Linked DNA regions of Mus musculus: region 2 is linked to region 1. A link is a contact called in public Micro-C data. All regions are on one chromosome and are shown on one strand. Each heading gives the region's core, a stretch centred on a gene start, on an enhancer-like site or on the middle of the called end of the contact. The rest is flanking DNA. Distances are from core to core; before and after follow the strand shown. Region 1 overlaps Scin (scinderin). Region 2 overlaps Dock4 (dedicator of cytokinesis 4).

Region 1 (6,612 bases), core at 2,873-5,372:
CCAACCCTCTCTTCTTGAGCTTTAAAAAGCCTGCTCTCTGCTGAGTCACTAAATTCTTCCCCTTATGGTCATGGTAAACTGTCCTTCATGTGGACTTAGTGAAGGCCCCATCCCTCCTGCATTGGTCACAGTTATGTTGCCAACTCCCTCCTGCCTTCCCCTTCCCCTCATTTTTTCCCCATAGGTGCCTAGCACATTAGCAACTGATCCTATTTTATACTCTCCCATGTTTTAAGAATATAACTTGGCTGGGGAAATCCTGTCATTTGAAACATTTATGAACCTGGAGGGCATTCTGCTAAGTGAAATAAGCCAGACATAGGAGGACAGCTATGGCAGGCCCTCACTCATATGTGGAACCTGAAGTATTTGAACTCATAGAAGCAGGAGTAGATAGTGGATTCCTAAGAGCAGGGCACGGCAGAAATAAAACTTTGGTCTTAGGGACCAAATTTCAGTAATAAGATAAAAAAAAAATCTAGAAACCTAATGAACATTACAGTAACTAGTTAAAGGGCTGCATACTTAACATTTTTCCAAGAGAGTGGATCCTAATTTTATACACATATGCACACTTACACACGCACACACACACACGAAAGAGAGAGAGAGAGCACAGTGATATTCTATTCTAATCATTTGATTATGATAGGTATTTCACAAACATACATGGATACCAAAACTAAATGCCACTTTGTCTACCTTCAATATGTATAACTACTTTTAGTCATACCACAAACGATGGAAAATTAAAAACAAGAGTATTTTTACTTATCCTGTAGCAATCATTTTAAAACCTGGGTGAGTTGACAAATACAGGCAGTCAACTGCCAGTAGCTAAGTCAACAGGTTCAGGCTAGAGCCTCTGGACCTGCACTTCAGCCCATTCAGACTTGGGTACTTAGTCTGTCAATCCAAGACTCTTCAGTAGGGATGTTGGAACTCTTGCAGATACTATGTGTGCATTACCAGCCTGGTGCTGTTTCTCAGTGCTCTCTCTCTAGCTCTTTTCTCTAATCAGGATGATATCCTCTGTGTCCCCTGTGGGAGTCATGCTCCACCCTTCCCCTGGGCTTTTCTTCTTGCTGGATGTAGCTTCTACCTGGGGCAATGGTGTGGCACTGAGCAATTACTCCTTACCTGGCTCAGTTAGATATAATTAAGTCCATAATAGTCCCTGTTCGTTGAATGGCTTTGAGTCACATCAGGAACTTTAGTCCTGTCATTTCATCCTTGTTAGAGCTCTGTTATCCTAATTCCACAGAAAAATGCAGATTCTCAAAGAACAGTTTCATAAGGTTAACTGATAAGTGTTGAGGCTAAGATTCCCACTCATGCTCTCTTAATGCCTTAGTTAATTTGAAATAATTTCTTACATGTTTCCTCTAAATCAGGGGAAACTTTTCAAGTTTTGAATGAGACACTAAGAATTACTTCACAGATAACGTTCAGGGACACATCGAGCAATCTGATGCTCCAGATGTCTGCGTCTTTCCTTTGATTTACGATTGAGTGCTGTAGAAAACAGAGGACATCAAGTGATTTTTGTTCACAGAGAAGCACAGAATTTTTGTCTGGTAGAAATAAAGATCAACTCTACACTGCACAAGAGGCCAGCATTGCACCTATGCAGAAGTTCACTTCCACACACATGCACACATCTGTCCTCTGAGGGTTTCCTTGTTATAATGTTTTTGCTTCTCTGATTAAGAAATGAGTTAAACACAATCTTTGACCTTAGTCTGTAGTCTTAATGAGAACGGCACATATATTTGAATACTTGATCAACAGTTGATGAAAATGTTTGGGATGGATTAGGAGGTGTGGCTTTGTTGGGGGTGTGGCTTTGTTGGGGGTGTGGGTTTGTTGGGGGAGGTGTGTCATAGCAGGTAGACGGTCAGGTTTCAAAATCCATGCCATTCCAGTTGGCTTTCTCTCTTTCTCATGGTTGTTTTCTCAACATTTCAGCTACTGATCCAGCACCATGCCTGCCTGCCTGTTGCTACACTCCCTGTCATAACGGTCTTAGACTCTAAGCTTCAAAAAACAGAGGTTCTCAACCTATGGTTTGGAACCCATATGGGGGCTGCATATCAGATACTTACATTATAATTTATAATAGTAGAAAAATTATAGTTATGAAGTAGCAATAAAATAATTTATGGTTGAGGTCACTACAACATGAAGAACTGTGTTTAAGCATCAGAACATGAGAAAGGTTGGGAACCACTGCTCTACAACCACAGTCCCCCAGCTAAAAGCTATCTTTTATAAGTTGCCTTTATTATGGTCTTTTGTCACTTCCACAGAAAGTAACTCAGTCATTGGACATTGCTATAAGACTTCATTCATTTGGTCTTACTTCTTTGAAAATTACTCTTAAACATCAGCACTCAACTTGCCTAAAGCACATGTATTAGACAGGGTCTGTGTATGTATGTTTCCCCTTACTAGTCATTATGTGTCTCAGACAGTACTTCTGAGTGTCATTGTATGCAATGCCAGATACTTTTAAAGGCTTGTTTAACAGATGCACCAGACACCTCTCTAAGCACTCTACTAAGTCACTTCACGTCACACCCTAGAAGCTAGCCCTGTTATTTATCCTTTTTTACAAGTGCACATTTATAAAAATGAGCAGAGGAAAGGCTGGGTACCTGGTTCGAGGTTACAGTGCTTTAAACAACAAATCAGTTTGAACTCTGGCTTCAAACTATGTATTCTTAACTAATGGACCACTCCTGCTTTGTGGATTCTTCCAAAGTTTCATCTCTGCACAGAGTGCACAGGAAGTGCTATTGGTTCTCCCATTGGGATTAGTCCATGGTGGTGGTGACACTCCAGCATACTCTCTATTCATGGGGGTTAGAGTGTGTAACTCCCTACTCTACAGAACTTGTTTCCACCTTTCTCCAATACCCGCCGTCTCTTTTCTTTCATCTTCTTGGGTCTGCCTATGCTGTGGCCATTAAATTCTGAAACAGAGAAACTCTTTCATCATATCAGAGTGTTGTATGGGTGAACAGAAGAACTTAAGAGAAGAAGTAGTGGGCAGGAATGGAGCTCAGTTGGTAAAGTGCTCGCCCAGGATGCATGAAACCCCAAGTTGGATCCGACATAAAGCTGGGCATGGTAGCACACACCTGTAATCCCAGAACTCAGGAGGTAGAGACAGGAGGTTTATAAATCCAAGGCCATCCTTGAGTTTGGGGGAAGTCTGGGACACCAGAGACCATTCCCCAAAATAAAAATAAGTAAAAATACTGCATAGCAAAGATCAACAATCTATGATGTGAAGGAAATGTGACCAACAGTCACTGTCTGACATGAAGGAAAATTTTAGAAGTGATCTGTAAGTAACTGAAAACACACCAATTACTTAGCTCAATCGTGTTATTGTGGCAGTTTACGAAAAAGAAAAAAATTAAGCCTGGCAATGCTGGCATTCACCTTAATGCCAGTGCTTGAGGCAGAAGTAGGCAGATCTCTGTGAGTTTGAGGCCAGTCTGGTCTACAGAGCAGGTTCTGGGAGAGCCAAAGCTACACAGAGAAATCCTATCTCAGAAGGAGAGAGATAAATAAAATATACATAAAAATAACTTGAATTTTTATTACAATGTTTTATATTAAAAAGAACAAACTATTGAATGCCTAATATGCAAGAGATTGAATACATTAAGGTGACTATAATCAAGTGGTAGAAAATTATGCAGACCCTAAAACTTATAGAACAGTTTATGGGAAGGAAAATATTATTATTTCAATTAAAGTTTTAAGCTATATTTCTTTAACAAATAAGACAGTAAAAAATTGTACTACACACACACACACACACACAATACTTCTTGCTTTGTTTTGTGTTTTTTTCTTCCTTCCAGAACAGAATATCTATGTCTGTACTTCACATACAGTAATTATCATTTCCTGTTTATTGAAGTCTTCTAGATTCATCACAGGCCACTCAAGTCATCAAAGCATAGGAAGTGTTCCCAACTCTCCTAAAGCATTGTATCACAGATGCAATACCCCAAAGATCTAGATGTGACCATGAGGACTCTCATGTCTTCAGGAAGAGTTAACTAGCACCTAAAAGAAAGGCTTTGAACAGGAAGTGGGTTAGCTTGCATTCTTCTCAGCTGTGTCATTAAACGTGCTGGAAACAATCTACAACCTGAGGTTCCTTTCTACATTCAAGAGGTTGACAATCTATGTAAATCTAGTTGGTTTTGTCGTTGTTGTTGGTTTGCTTTGCATTGCTTTTGGTTTTGTCCTCTATCAAAATTAACCGTTCTTTCTGCTGCTCTTCTATCTTCTGAAAGAACTCAGTTGTAAGTAAGTCAGATTTTGACATTACTTGATGGAGTAAATGAACCATCTCTGCTTCAGACACAGTCTCCTGCCTCAGACCTTCTGGTTATCATTGCCAGCACCATGACCACCACTGAAGGCCCGTGCATCATAAATGAGGCAGCCCACTCAGGTATTTGTCACTTTAATATGCATGGCTATCCTTCTGTTTCAACAATAAGCAGAGAAAGCTCCAAGGTTTCATGGGGGAACATTTTAATCCTCATTTAATTTTGAATCCATGTTCGTTTCCCCAAATGAAAATCAAGCACACAGAACATAGAAATCCATAATAAAAATGAAAGCAGGTTCTCTAATATATTCACTTGCTGCAGAGCACTTTGTGCCTTAGGTAAAACAAATATTTGATAATAGGGAAGATGCTGATAGAAATAAACACAAGGACTTCTGAGGAAGGGCTGTGACCTCCCATAGCAGCTGCCACTCCCTGGACATGAGAACCCAACACTTGCTCTCTAGTACGAGCTTTCCAGCTTCTTAAATACATGTATTGCCCCACTTTCTTATCAGATACAGGGGGATTAGCTGTATTGGGTTGTGAGTAGGGATGTTTCAGAGTACAGAAAGCCTGGAACATGTATTGACAAAAGGCAGGGGTCAGTGAAGCACCTGTGAGATGATCTAGCACAGGGCCAGCCACTAGCACTCACCACAGTGATGAAATGCCCCACAGCAGTGTTGCTGAACACAGGGCTCACTAGCCATTTGTCACTACTGATCCCAAGGAGTGTGGTTACTGTAACTAATTGAATAAAATATTATTTCATCTTAATGTTTTGATGTAATTAAAGGTAAATGATGCCATACATCCTGAAAAAAAAAAAACCCATACAGATATTAAGGCCTAGGTAAATTGTTAAGGCTTAGGTAACTGTTACCTCACCAGCCTACCATTGTATGCTGTTCCTAACGGTATAAGGAAAAATTTTCAAGTGCTATTACTAGGGTACTTTCTCATGCTTTAGTTGACTGTAGATTCTGTTATGCTCTGTGCTTTGGTGTTCTTGGAAACTGGTTACAACACAGGTCAGTTACAAGTGCTTTGTATAGTTATTCAGAATAAACTTGGATCTGAACTAACCACCTGTCAACACTTCTGAGCCTATGTATAAGCTTTTATGGTTTCTTACCTTTTCAAGTTGCTCCATGGATGGACCCCAACATAAGAGAGACAATTGCACCAACATAAGAAGCCATTTGGAATAAGACTTCCATTTTGAGGAGGGATCAAATAAAGTTTAAGTGCCCAAGACCTCCCTGGGAACCTATATCTTGCTTGGCAAAAAGAGACATGTATGTGTGTAACTGACATCTTGGTTAGTGAGTTAAGATATAAATGTTAGACAAGGCAAGACCCTCGCCATACTTGAATACCCCAACCAATGAAGACAAGGAAGGTGTACAACAAAGCTATGTTCCTAAGGAAATCCCCTATCTTTAAATCCTGATTGATGAAATAACTTGACACAGATGTTTGTGGTTTTCAAGACTTAAAAGATCTAGAGGATCCTGGCTTGGAGTCACAACCAGCTCCCAAGTTTGATCTGCAACCATGATCAATCAGTCCTGGGTGAATGTCCGATAAACTATCTGTCTGACCGAGATCGGTCTTTGAAAATAGATTCAGTTACTAAATGCTAACGAAAGTTAATACAGGAGCTACTATAATATAGAAAATACACTCATAGACTGTTACGATGTATAAGACAAAAATTGTACTTGCTGGCTTTATGTCAATTTGACACAACAAGCTGGAGTCATCGGAAAGAAGAAAGCCAACATTATTAGCTTTTGGCTTTCATATGTGTTCCCTTCTTGCCTTTTGAATGATCTTTCATTCAGCAGGATCAGGCAGGAAGGAGCTCTTGTAAGTTTCCCTGAACGTGCTTCAAATGGTGTGGTGATGGATGTCACTTAATTAATGTGATTAATCAAAAAGTGTATATGAAGTGATTGCTAATATTACTAGCACATTATGAGAGCAGAAGCTAAGTCCTCCGAAGGTGAACTGTTAACCTGGCCAAAGCATTTCTCTTTTAAAAGGTCCTGCATAGTCCTACTTGACAGTGTCTTCTTAATACAGGGTCTTCACCGTGTGGCACTGAATAACTTACAGTTATGCGCAGGCCTTAATGTCCCAAGTACTGGTGTCCCACGTACTCAGTGTCCCAATTGCCACAGCCACCTGGAACCCTTTTCATAATGGTTTAATAATGAGCTTATATCTCCTTGTGAACTTATACT
Region 2 (6,612 bases), core at 1,403-3,902, 740 kb after region 1:
ATTTTGGTGAGATGGAATCTCAATGTGATTTGATGCCCCCTCCACAAGGGGGACGTCATATCCAGTGCAGTATACCTGCCCCACCCCCTATACATGCCTGAGGAGGTTGTAGGCCCTAGAGCTGAACTTATCCCCGTTTAGGTAAACTGTCATGTTGTCAAGCTGCCTTCTAAATATCTGTGATTATATCCATGTTTAAATGCTACTTCCAGCCATAACCGGAAATGCTTGACTGTAATAAACTGGTGAATGTAAACTGGTGAATGCAGAGATCCAGGGCTGTGCAAGGTGCTGGCTATAAGTAACAGCTGGACTCTCAGCCCTAAGCAGGACATTTGTCCTACCCTGCTTCGGCTCAAGGACCGTTGCAGAGGAATGTAAGATAGGGAGAAGGGCTGTGGAATGCTGTCTGCTAGGTCTGGCACAGGGTGTGTACTTGTGAACTGTGGCTTCCTGTAATGAGCCTACTCAAGACTGGGTCTATCGACATTCACCCATAGATCAAGAATGGGTCTGTGGAGCCCTGCCTCTACCTGCTGAACTAGCGATGGATTCTAGGGAAGGGATAGTCATTCTTCATTTGAGTGCCCACTGAGGAGCCCACTAGGCCCAGTAGATGACTCCAAACCCATGGTCACACAGATGATCCTGGTTAAACTCAGAGGGTCTCAAAATTAGGAATAACAACAACAACAACAATGAAAAGAAAAGATGTGGGCAAGGTATTCAAAGGCAGGATAGAATGATAGGGGTGTGAGAGATATTAGAAAGGCTTCTGTTTGTAGTCATCAAGATACACATTGTATATGTACAAAATTGTCAAAGAACAAACTCAACAACAAATATACATACATTTGTCCGTACCCAGAATCCCAGGAGTCTCTTCCAGCCTGATAACAGTGCCATCTAGTGCTTCACTGCTGCTCTAGGCTCCTGGTCTTGCCTGTGTAAGAAGTCCCCTCCTGCTTCAACCCTTACTTCATACACCCAGGACATGGGAGGCAGTTACCCTCTGACACTTAGTTCACACGAAAGCAATAGAGGGAATGTATAACAGTCCTAGTTTGTCATGTTCAACAGCTAGAAAATGAACCTATTTTGTTTTGTCTGCACTTCTAACCACTTATCACACCAGATAATGTTATGTCATAGAGTGTCCTCCATAATTCATTGTGTGTGTTTATAAACAACCTGTCATTATTACCTATAAAAGAATCACAGTAAAATGGTGAATATAAAATTTCTAGCGCTCCCTTATGCCTCACCAAGAGTCTGGTTTTCTTTTCACTCTTCCTTTGAGTCTAGACATTCACTTTAGTTCTTTGCAGTGTTGCCTAAAGGCTTTTAGTCTAGATTTTTCCCTTGCATGTTTTCTTTTAATATTTTTTGTTGAAGAATCACAGTGGTTTGCTTTGGAATGTTTTCTTAAATCTTGATCCAAGTGGGGTCATGTAACATATTTCTCTGTGGCCTATATTTCTTGTAAGTTGATCGTTAAGCCTCAAGGCGTAGTAAGGGTTTCTTTGTTTGTGCAAGACCACTTAATAGTTTTTTATGCCTCTCTCCTGTTTTCTCCTGGTCTCCCCTCCTCTCCTCTTGTGATGTTAGTGAGAATAATTGACAATCGGTCTTTGGTTGTCATTGCCCAGACCCATTGATCTTTTAGGGATGGAGATACTGATATTTGGGAACTAGTGAGATAGTTCAGTAGGTAAAGGTGCTTGCCACCAAGCCTGAAAACTTGACTTCAGTCCCCAGGGCCCATGTGTTAGAAGGAAAGAACCAGCTCTCTCAAGTTGTTCTCTAAGCTCCATGTATACAACATGGCATGTATGTATACATGCTGACACACACACACACACACACACACACACATACACACTTTACTCATTTGTCTTTATTTATTTGTTGCAATATTTCTATAAAATAATATCCATTCTCAAATATTTTATTACTGAGATATATAGGAAAGGAAATATAATGTTCTTTTTGAAATGAGTGAGTCCTGGCACCCTGAGCGAGTAACAGGTAGGCTGCTTGGAATTGGTTTGCTTTAGGTTTTACTATTATTCCCCGATCATAGATTTAAGTGTGTTTGTTTTGTGTTACTCCATGGCAGCTGTTGTTATTAAATTATTCCTCCTAATTTTATTATTTATTTTCAATTGCTTTGTGATTGCACTTGTGCTTCTGTTCAGTTGCCTCTTGCATTCTCCTTATTTATCTATAGAGATGTTCCTTTTGAGCCAATTAGACATGACTCCATGTTCCTTCCTAGCGTCAGGCTTTATTAATAATTTAATGTGGTCCAGATGCTCTTCCGAGACTAAAGCCACATCTGCCATCTTTCTATCTCACAGCAATGGTAGCAATTTAGAATCACACATGAAAGCTATAAATGGGGTTCACAGGGCTCCCTGTTTTAAGTGTACAGTAGGAGACACTGCGTGCCATTCTTCAGAGGGTTAGCCGGAAACCTCTCAGGGACACTTGTCTTTGAGTCTGGACTTCTCTACTTAAGAAGTCCTACTACAGACTTCCTTCTACAGGGATCTAGAGACCATATCTTCCTCTTGGTTGGTACTCTCAGTGCATTTACATGAGGGGTTGGTCAGCTGGGAGAGGTGACCTGGCCACCTGTTTCCTTTTCAGTTCCTCAAAGGCCCTTCCTCAGGAAGAGGAGTAGGCAGGCCACAGGCCAGCTGCTTAGTGTCTTCCTCACAGACACCATTGCTTTCTGACCTGACAAGGAGACATGTGTATCAGTTTCTTGTATTTACCGAGTGCTGGTGAAGAATTGCGGCAGTATATTTATTCATTCTGGTTCTTTTGAGGACAGTCAGTTCCTTCCCTGCATTCCGTTTTGTCCAACATTGTGAATTATTTATACTTTGTCTCAGATACATATTGGAAATATTCTCTGAAGTTCCTGTATTCTATACAAGTTTTTTTAATATTTTATGTGATATTCACAAAATTATTGAATTACTAGTATTAGAGTTTGCAAATGTGAAGATGGATTTTTTTTTCATTTTATTATTGTCTAAACAACTCATAAAAATGTTTGTAATCCCTTTTGAGTGCATAGTGACAGGGCTGATGGTTTGCAGCTGTTGAGTCATTGATCTCTCCAATTCCTTCCTTCTGTCATCCGAGAGTCTGTGTCCTTTCAGACGCAGCTCTTCCCCACCCACAGCCCCTGAGCAGCAATTCTCGACTTTTGGGTCATGACCCCTTTAGGAGTTGACTAAGACCATTAGAAAACACACACACACACATTATGGTTCATAACAGTAGCAAAATTACAGTTATGAAGTAGCAGTGAAGGTCATGGTTGGAGGTCACCACATCATGAGGAGCTGCACTAAAGGGTCACAGCATTAGGGAGGTTGAGAGTCACTGCTCTAGAGTCAGCATTCTGTCCTGTGTTCTGAAGACACTTGCAAACTAACTTACAGTGGCTCAGACTCAGACTTGCCTTTGTGCTTTGGCTTTTGCACATATAAAACAAAGATTTAGTATCACAAATTGTTTATATTTATCACTCTAAAGCTTCGTAGGGGCTTCTTATGTACCCCTCCAAATTACAGTGACAGTTCCCTGCCTTTACCCCTGAGGTATCCTGATGTTTGTGGTATGCATTCCCTAGCTTAGATTTCACCTGTTTATGCTTTTCTAAACCAGTCCACTTAGTTTGGCTTAACTGTGTGCACTCTGTTAAGACTTGCTTAATTCACTTAGTGTTATTTGTGGTATTTTTTTTCCAATTTACTAAGTTCGACAAGAAAGCTTCCCATTACTATATACTATTCCTGACTAGGGAAACAGTTACAAACATTTTTGTTCATGGTTCCAGCTGCACATATAGATAGATGTCCAGCTCCATTTTTTTTTCCAGATATACACCTGTGAATAGGATTTTTGGACCATGAGATAGATAAAGCTATAGATAATATTATATATAATTTATATAAGTAGATAGGTGATAGATACTGCAACTGTTTTCCAAAGCTAATGAGGCAGTCTGCACTCCCAACAGCAGAAAGGGGGCACTGGTGCTCACAGTTCTACTCTCATTTGCTGTCTATCACCATATTTATTTTTACCACTATATGAGGCCTTGTATAGTATTTGTAGTATGGCAGTATTGTTCGTGTTTCCTCACATATAAGGCTTAGATCTTTTGCAGGTATTTACTGGCTACTTAAATTTACTTCTCTCTGAATTTGCTGTTCCTGTTTTGTGCCCAGTTTTTCTTGTGTTGTTTCTTTTTTTTTTTTTTTTCTTTTTTACTAGTTTCAAAGTCTTGTACATTCAATGAAGGGGTTCCTTACTGATTACACATATTCAAATTATTCTGTCATGTGTCCGGTGTCCCTTCCCTTTATAGCATCCTTGACTAGTATTTATTCTTAATTTTCATACACTTGAGTCACTTAAAGTGTTAATTTAAGATAGCCCGAGTGGCCTTTTGTTCTAATTTGTTTCTCTGACTGAAAGAACAAGAGCCTAAGTGTGCTTCCTGCAAGCCCAGTCACTTCATCACTAAGAGTTTGGCAGCCCTTCTCTTCACAGAGAATGTCAGTGGCACTAACAGCACAGTGCCATATACTGGGGAAAGCACTTTGATCACAGACAAAATTAGGTCCCCTGTACCAACCCAGTAAGTCATTATGATTCTATTTGGCTCTGCACCAAAAATTAGATCCTGGAATGTATGTGATTAGCTTGTTTTCTGTAACTCCCAACTGTGTACCATCCTGTGCCACCATATGGTGCTGTTATAAATGCATATGGGGTCTGCATGGGCATATGTCCCCTCTCTCCAATGAGACTGAGAACTCTTTGACACCAGAAGATCTGCTAATGTATCTCTGGGTTTCTCAGGCTGCTTTGTATCAAATAAGTGCCTAGAAGGGTGGCACAGTCATTATTCGGGGTCCACCCAAAAGATCCTAAACAGGGGATGCTTATAGCTGTGCTATTATAGAGTAGACAGTTCCTTGTTACCCAAACCATACTCCCACCGATGGATATAATTATCTGATGTTTTCACACCTTACTGATGAATGGGTAACTTGACTTCCACATCCTCTCCTTGCTATGGGATAGCTCCCAGAAGAGATACTGATGGGAGCCACTAAGAACCATAGATGATTCATAAGGTGGATAGTCTACTTTGTCTGTCTTGTCCCCCAACCCCTCGGCATCTTTGGTTTTGAATGTCATGAAAGTCAGTAGATATTTATACTCTTTTGCTTTTCAGGTAGAGATGAGTCCTCTGGAAAACGCCATCGAAGTGTTAGAAAACAAGAACCAGCAGCTGAAGACCCTGATCAGCCAGTGTCAGACGAGGCAGATGCAGAATATCAACCCCTTGACCATGTGCCTCAATGGAGTCATAGATGCTGCAGTGAACGGTGGGGTCTCCAGGTATCAAGAGGTGAGAACTGAGGATTGCTGGACAGGAACTCATCAGTGGCCATGCCTTCAGATTTTATAGATCTTTTAGTGCAAACATGGTCCCATTATCAGTGACAGATGGCTGCGGTCTGTCCAAGTGCACTCTTTTATCACACAGGACAAATGTGTAGCCAGCCATTTGTGTAGCTCACATATTTCATCTTCATGATGAGATACTTTGAGTGTGTTTGTGTTGGGGTCAGGAGATCAGAACTGTTTAACAAATGTCTACCTAAAGTAATTTGCCTGATCAAAGAAGTTAGTGGGGTAGTCTTGTGTTGGTTGGTTGTTGGCTGGTTGGTTGGTGATCCTTTAAGTGGGCTTTTCATCTGTTTTTCATAATAGGCCAGAAGACCATCTTAGCCACACTGAATCTTAAGACAATTTATTTTAGAATATAATGCATTTAGTTCATTGACTTGGGTCTGCTTTACAAGAGATGCTCTGACTTTCTGAATGTTGCCTGTGACAAGCTGCCTACGGTTAGGAATCACTCCATCTGTCCCCAAACATGTTTCATAATCATACCATTTCTCTGCATATGCCAAGCCTTAGAAAAATAATAATAAGTGTGCCTGCCTTTCACTTCCATGGTAACTCTCCCAGGGTAGTCTGACTGTCCCTTCTCTTCCTAGGCATTCTTTGTCAAAGACTATATTTTAAGTCATCCTGAAGATGGGGAGAAGATTGCACGGTTAAGAGAACTGATGCTTGAGCAGGTAGGATGTCAGAAGTAACCATTCTATCTTGCCCAACTCTATGCATCCTTGCCAGGTACCCACCTATGGGTATTTGCATGAACAGCCTTACTGAAGTGGCAGTCTCAAGCTGACAGATTCACCTGTGGTATAACCCAACTGGCTAATTTCTACCCACTTGGACCCAAGAGCAATCTTAACAAGTTGTTCCCCATAAGTAATATTTTCCATAGTTTCTTTGAATGTCCTTCCTGAAGACTTGCTCTGTAGACCTGTTGCTAACCTGTCATTCAAAATTTTATGCTCAAATAAATTCAGCCCACCTCAAGATCCTGAATAAGAACATGAATGAATATGATGATTATGTAAGTGCAATAGTAAAGAATAGACAATGAGTAGAGTTGCTCTGTGGTAGTATTGTGTTTTGCAGATAAAGCCTAAAGGATGAACT

Evidence for each region. A called contact is a pair of places that touch in the nucleus more often than the background predicts.
Region 2: a Micro-C map of MC3T3-E1-derived osteoblasts shows a contact between it and region 1, with 14 times the contacts expected there. The contact joins two enhancer-like sites. A contact is called at or near these places in 3 of 15 datasets of contacts at CTCF or cohesin (embryonic stem cells, large pre-B cells and pro-B cells), 47 of 484 Hi-C or Micro-C datasets (3T3-L1-derived adipocytes, B cells, the C2C12 cell line and 26 more), 2 of 115 datasets of contacts at active chromatin or transcription factors (astrocytes and large pre-B cells) and 1 of 9 other capture datasets (embryonic stem cells).

The regions. Positions count from the first base shown.
Region 1 is chr12:40,086,094-40,092,705 of GRCm38.p6, forward strand. All of the region lies in intron 4 of Scin (scinderin), which reads right to left. Among named protein-coding and RNA genes, the nearest start is that of Scin, 45 kb to the right of the region's middle. Within about 2 kb of position 4,123, at least 27 of the 459 cell types and tissues checked have an H3K27ac peak or open chromatin away from gene starts, as enhancers often do.
Region 2 is chr12:40,823,514-40,830,125 of GRCm38.p6, forward strand. It overlaps Dock4 (dedicator of cytokinesis 4), which reads left to right. Exons shown (of 53, transcript NM_172803.2): 43 at 5,267-5,443; 44 at 6,099-6,182. Among named protein-coding and RNA genes, the nearest start is that of Immp2l, 200 kb to the right of the region's middle. Within about 2 kb of position 2,653, at least 10 of the 459 cell types and tissues checked have an H3K27ac peak or open chromatin away from gene starts, as enhancers often do.